Linked DNA regions of Mus musculus: region 1 is linked to region 2. A link is a contact called in public HiChIP or PLAC-seq data. All regions are on one chromosome and are shown on one strand. The core of a region is the stretch at or near the end of the contact, and the rest is flanking DNA. Distances in the headings are between cores, read along the strand shown. Region 1 has its middle 48 kb from the start of 4933417E11Rik. Region 2 holds the start of Atic (5-aminoimidazole-4-carboxamide ribonucleotide formyltransferase/IMP cyclohydrolase).

The links. HiChIP or PLAC-seq counts read pairs in DNA pulled down with a chosen protein or histone mark.
Region 1: an H3K4me3 HiChIP or PLAC-seq map of bone marrow-derived macrophages shows a contact between it and region 2, with 4 times the contacts expected there. The contact joins the enhancer-like site here to the promoter of Atic in region 2. A contact is called at or near these places in 4 of 39 promoter capture datasets (the 3T3-L1 cell line, the C10 cell line and pre-B cells), 1 of 484 Hi-C or Micro-C datasets (bone marrow-derived macrophages), 6 of 115 datasets of contacts at active chromatin or transcription factors (bone marrow-derived macrophages, embryonic forebrain, embryonic stem cells and 2 more) and 1 of 9 other capture datasets (adipose tissue).

Annotation. Positions count from the first base shown.
Region 1 is chr1:71,955,460-71,958,672 of GRCm38.p6, reverse strand. No RefSeq gene overlaps it. Among named protein-coding and RNA genes, the nearest start is that of 4933417E11Rik, 48 kb to the left of the region's middle. Within about 2 kb of position 1,547, at least 17 of the 459 cell types and tissues checked have an H3K27ac peak or open chromatin away from gene starts, as enhancers often do. A contact at or near this core is called in adipose tissue and bone marrow-derived macrophages, where this site is marked.
Region 2 is chr1:71,555,499-71,558,630 of GRCm38.p6, reverse strand. Atic (5-aminoimidazole-4-carboxamide ribonucleotide formyltransferase/IMP cyclohydrolase) reads right to left here and starts at 1,475. Exons shown (of 16, transcript NM_026195.3): 1 at 1,357-1,475; 2 at 1,008-1,134. The coding sequence starts at 1,375.

The sequences.
Region 1 (3,213 bases), core at 298-2,797, 400 kb before region 2:
AATTTAAAAATGTTAATACCCACTCTGGGAGATTCCAGCAGAGATTCTGGTGAGATTGTCTGAAATTTTTGTTTTGTGTTTTGTTTTTCTGAGTTGGGGGAGGCTGTTAACAGTTCAGTGGTAGAGTACTTTCCTCGTGTGGACAGGGCCTTAGGGTCACTACCTACCACTGTCTGGGCTGAAGCATTTTTGAAAGTCTTTGAGATGAAAACGGTAAGCATTAGCTGGTGGGTGGTGCATATCTTTAATCCCAGCCCTTAGGAAGAAGAGGCAGCAGATCTCTGTGAGTTTGAGGCCAGCCTGGTCTACACAGCGAGTTCTAGGATAGCCAGGGCTACACAAAGAAACTCTAACAAACAAACAAACAAAAATTCAAACAAATAAAACAAGAAAATGGTACGCTGAGACTGAAGACCACCAGTCATGACCTTTCTACTTTCAACGTCTCATTGGTGGTTTGAAGATCAACAAAGGATGTCCTGTGAGTTTTTGACTCTCTTGAATGTGAAGCGTCAATCATTCTTAGTTTCTTTTCCCCTAGAAGTCATGTGTTTCCAGTCTTCTGAATATTTACATTCTTGAAAACTGGCAAAAATTGTAGTTGTTGCTTACACAGTGAAAACTAAAATTGAGAAAGCAGGGATCTTGACATTAGAAAGACAGAGAGGGCATTGATCATCCTATCAGAACATGCTTTCTTTGCTCCATCTCATGGAGAGGTCAGCTTTTGCTTTAACTCCACCCTTTCTCTCTTTCACACCCTAGTCTGTCTGGTGAGATAACTCCAAAAAGAAAATGCAGACAAATCATATAATGTTAGGGGAACTCCAGGAAGGAAAATAGAACCTGTTTTCAACCCACTCTTCAACCTTCAACGGAAATGATTGTCTGGGATTCTCTTAGGAGTTGACTGCTTTGGGGCTGGTGGAGACAAAATATCTAGGTTGCTCAACCACTCTCCCCGACATGGTGACTACAGTCAAGCTCATTCATCATTTCAGTGCATCCTCATTGAGGGATGAACACCATCCAGTTGAATCCCTTCTGATGATGTATGGAGGCAGAGAACAGTGGAAGAGCAGAGATGGCTTCTACATGAAATAGTCATGACATAGACTTGGGGGTGGGGCGATTCATTGTCTTGGTTTAATTTATGCACAAAAAAGGGCAGTGTGGAATACAATAACTGCTATTAAAATGAGTGGGTGAGGGAAGAATTTTGTTTGTACTGGTCACTTCCCACTTCTTTCAACCCTTATGTATATTATCCACAAAACAGTCAGGAAAGAGGTGGTTGTGCCAGGTATTTTAGTAACACGAATTTAGCACATTGGGGAAAAAAAAAAGATGCAAAACCTAACCAAGGGGCTGGGAGGCAACCCAGGGGTGAGTGGCTCAGCAAGCCAACCCTAGGAAGGAAGCAGAGAATAGATAATACTAACATAGGCAGGAGCCTGGGGCGCTAGATGCACAAATAAAACTAAGCAGGAGCTCTGGCACAAAGAGGGAGGAGCTGTTTTGCTTGGCCAGAAGCAGGAAACAGGGAAACACATGTTCACTTCTTCCTTCCTCTGTCTACCAACACGGTTAGTGACTACGGTTGGCTGAAGCCAGCTGTTTCTAACTGGCACACAAATTGTTATGTTACTCTTGTTAACTCAACCTCTGTTGGCTTGGTAGTTTTCTGATTTGGAAATTTGGTTTGATATTCTAATTGGTTTATGTGTGTACTTACATTGAAGTAACAGTCTATTGAAAGAAATTTGTGTGCTTCCTCCAAAAGAAGGGTGTATGTGGTTCCCATTTGATAATGAAGATAGAGAATTGTGATATAAGGATTCACCAAGGTTTTAACTGTGGGAACTAAGAGAGTCTGAGGATTACCTACGACTTGGGACTGTAAGAGCATGGGAAGTTATGGATTTTGCTAAGATGAGTATTTTAAGTTATATTGAAATGGTGACTTAACTATAATGTGTGCACAGATTTTACTGTTGTATCAGGAGTATTTAAAACATGTTCAGAAATAAGATCAGCACAAGTTTAGACAAATACTCACTTGCTCCCAGGATTGACTGCCTATGTGGATGATATTTTACAGTGTGTTCTTTTCAAATGATGGCTTTACTGCTTTTTCTGCTAATCAGCAGAAACCATTTCTGATAGATCTAAAGGTGACCTTCCCCTACCCCCAGGGCAGGCTGCGAACAGCTAGATGGAACCTCTAGTGAGATGAGACGTGCAGATCAGAAGCAATGTGACCCCAGACTGCATGGTGCCTTTCGTACATCACAGAAGCTTTCTTTCTACATTGTCACACAGAAAACAAAGACAAAACCATCAGGTCTTATCAGAGTCTCCATTGGTTTAGGTTTAAGTCATATTTTGGTATATCAGAATAAGTACTTATCTTTAAATCTAAAATAATTATAGAGTATCATGAATATATAAAAGCAATGTAAAAGGCATTGGTGCACTTAGCATCTGGTTCTGAAGACTGCTGGTATTTATTTTATTTTCAGATCTCTGCCTATCTTTCCTAGAAAAAAACTACAGTAACTACTGATGTAACTACTGTAAGTTTAATATTCATTCTGATTTGTTCTTTGCATATAAAATTCCAACTAGAATTTGCCTTTGACTCAAGAGTTATTTTGGAAATTCTAGATAATCTAAATGCCTGGAAGTTATTGGCAACATTTTGGTTACATTCTTGTTAGGAAGTATAGTCCATTTGTCAAAATCTCTGTTATTTCTTTAAAATTTTTCTCCTTATTTATGTGTACGGGTGTCTTGCCTACACATAATGTCTATGTGCCACATGTGTACCTGGTGACTGAGAAACCCAAAAGAGAATGTCAGATGTCCTGGAACTGGAGTTACAGAGAGTTGTGTGCTGCTACATGAGTGCTAGAAATGGAACCTGGGTTCTCTGAAAGAGCAGCCAGTGCTCAACTACTGAGCCATCTCTCCAGCCCCTCATTAATGTTTCATGGGAGTTGCTTTGTTTCCTATGTGTCTTTTTAAGGTTTATTTCTATGTTCATTTGTGTATATGTGTGAGGAGCTAGCATATTACTTGCCCTGTGTGTGCAGATGCCTGTAAAGAACAGACTAGGGTATTGTTTGCCCTAGAGCTAGAATGACTCACATCCAACATGGGTGCTGGGATTTGAACTCTGGTCTCTGGGAGGGCAGCAAGTGTTCCTAATCA
Region 2 (3,132 bases), core at 226-2,725:
TATCCATACTCCAACTCACTCAAGGAGGAAGAGGCAGGAGGATCACAAGTTCAAGGCCAGCCTGGGCAACCTACAGAGACCCTGGCTCTAAGTTTTAAAAGTTTCTGAAGCAAAGCATAAAAAATGAACTAGGGATACAGCTCAGGAGTGGACTGGACATTGGGGTCAGTCTTCCATACCACCAAAAGAATACGAGAAGGCGTAACGGGGCAAGCAAATACTGGGCAGTGGCGTGGAAATATGAATGACCATCTGAGAAACATTTAAACTAGGCGATAGACAATGCAAGAACTCCTCGTACTTCATCGTAAATGCCACAGCAACAATGGCCTACCCATACCAGCTCCACAGTAACTCAACTGCACCTCACAGGAGCCTACTTGTCTGCTGTCCCTGATGCTCCGGACTCCCATAAGTCACAAGAGAATCCACTGAAGACATTTACTAAGTAAAGGCATTCTTGCTGTCTGAAGCTGTCAAATGTACAGGGGTTATGTACTGCTTACACAAACAAGAGTTATGAAGAGGTGAATAATTTACCTCTATAGGGATTCTCCACAAACCAAGAGTTATAATGGCAATGAAAACAGCCAGGGAACTAAGGTCTTTTTCCTTTTCTACCTTCCAGACCTTCAGGGTCATCTCCTGACATCTCTTGTCAAACCCTTCCCACTGTTAGTCAGGAGATGAGTGTGATCGAGCCACTGGTACTTTCTGATGGGTGAGGCTATGAAGAGGGAGATACAGATCTTCAAAGATGTTACAGTCTAACTGTGCAACCAGTCAAAGCCAGGCCATGGAACCTGAACATTCGTGTTTATTCTGCATAACACATGGCCCTCCGAAGTTAATTTGTTTGCAAACAGTGGCTGGGTGCTAGGACTCTAAAACTCAAGGCTCCCTAGTTCTAACCTAACTTCTCCCTGTGTTTTGTCAGTTTTTTGCATGGCTTTCTGGTGAATATGGTCACAACGTTTTTCTCCCTTTAACGCTACCTACTGCCTTACCTGACTGCCAGGCCAGCATCCCTGATCGCTTTTGCCGTGCCTCCGGAAGCGACCAGACTCAAACCAAGAGACGCGAGACTTCTGGCAAATTCCACGAGGCCAGTTTTGTCAGACACACTGAACAGGGCTGAAAGAGAAGGCAGTTCTCATTACTCGCGGCTTCTGGCACCGAGATCTCCCGGGGAGGACTCCTGGGAAGGGGACTCATGCAACTGCAGGCCCAGGGCCCAGCACTGGGGACACCCAGCCTGCAGGCCGGGCCCGGGGCCTCCCCAGCTCGGCCAGCGGCATGAGTGGGTGGCGGGGATGGTGCAGGCAGGACCCCTATGATGCATCGCGAGGGCCTCACCAAGCTGAGACGGAGCCATGCTGCGTTGGGTCGCGGAGTCAAGGGACGGACAGGCCACGTGCGTAGGCAGGCAGGCCGGACCCCGCGGTTCAGGAAGCAGTGGGCAGGGCGTGTCGACCCCACGTGACCCCGAGGTCCCGCCCCTCCTCCAGTGAGCTGCAGCCTAGGGTGGAAGGCGCCGCTGGGCGGGGCGGCTGCTAACTCCGGAGCCTGGGATCTGTAGCCGCGGGCTTCCTCTTTCCGAACCCAGATCTGGGCGTGGGGACTCGCGGTTCGCGCGCATCTGGGGTGCTGCTGCTGAGGTCCCGGGAGGTGGGGCCGCGGCGGCTGGAGCACTGATTGGGGGAAACTAGCGAGAGGACTAAACAGACCCTGTCTGACGATGTCAGAAAGGATTAGAGAAGCCTTCTGCTATGGTCTCCCTTTTACAGGTCTGGGAGACCTACGCATGAAGTCATTGCCTCCACAGTTGAGAGCCCCAAAGAAGTAAAATGACCGTCATTTGAAGTTTTTCATACCACATTATAAAATGGCCTGGAATTTACATCAAGATCACCATGTGTAAAATGCTCTTTTCCTTCAAGCCCAGGTGGCAGGAGTAAAGGTTTCAAGACTTAAGTTATTAAAAATAGGAATAGCAAAATTGAGCTCATCTGCTTCTTTTTAATAAAAGTGACACCTTTGGCACAAAATAAACATATCTTGCTGTATACACAGCCCTATTTTTTTTTTTTTTCCGAGACAGGGTTTCTCTATGTATTCCTGGCTGTCCTGGAACTCACTCTGTAACCAGGCTGGCTTCGAACTCAGAAATCAGCCTGCCTCTGCCTCCCAAGTGCTGGGATTAAAGGCATGTGCCACCACTGCCCGGCTAACAGCCCTATTTTTAACATTAATGTTTAGAATTAATTTTTTGATTATGTTTTCTTTTGTAATGTTCTTTAATACAATTCCAAAAAAGAACTTAAAAATTCTATAAAGGAGCCTAAAATTGTACAATTCTATAGAAAGCTTAGCTTTTTATTTCCAGTCTAGTCTCCCAATCTGTGCAAAGTCCATTTTCCTATTATTTGGATGCTAGTCTGCTTCTTGTCTTTCCTCTCTAATAGTCCAATCTCTTTTTCCTTCTCCAAATATCTATTGATCAAATATCTATCTCATTTTTCTGACCTCAGAACGTGTTAACTCCTTGCTCTGAACACCTCTCATGTTTCTAAGGAAGATATATTAGGATCATGAGAGTGTCTTCAGGATGTGTTCACAACTTTCAATGTACAGAGGTGAACAAGGTTCAGAAAGATCATTGCAAGTTTGGAGCTAGTTTGGTCCACACTTTAAGTCCCATACCTGCCAAAGAAACAGCAAGACCTTGTCTCAAAAATGTTAAACAAACAACAAAAGGTGACAGATATTAGAATAATTAGTTCCACGCATATAAGATTGTAATCAGCCTTTAGTTAGCTACTATAAGAGGGTATGAAATAGTCAAAATTCAGGAAGAACAAGTGAGTGGCTCAGTGGGCAAAGGTGTTTCCAAGAAATATTTCTCTTTATCTTATCTTTAAAATTTTATTTTAAGTATATGGGTGTTTTGCCTGCGTGAAGGTTTGTTTACATGTGTGAGCCTGGTGCTCCTGGACTTCCAGGGGACTTCCCTGGCCAACCACATTAGATTTCTACAGGAACTAGAAAGCAGAGAAAGCAATAAACAATAAAAGGAAATAAACAGCGCTTAGACACTAGACATTTTCCACATTGAAAAAATAATACATAGGC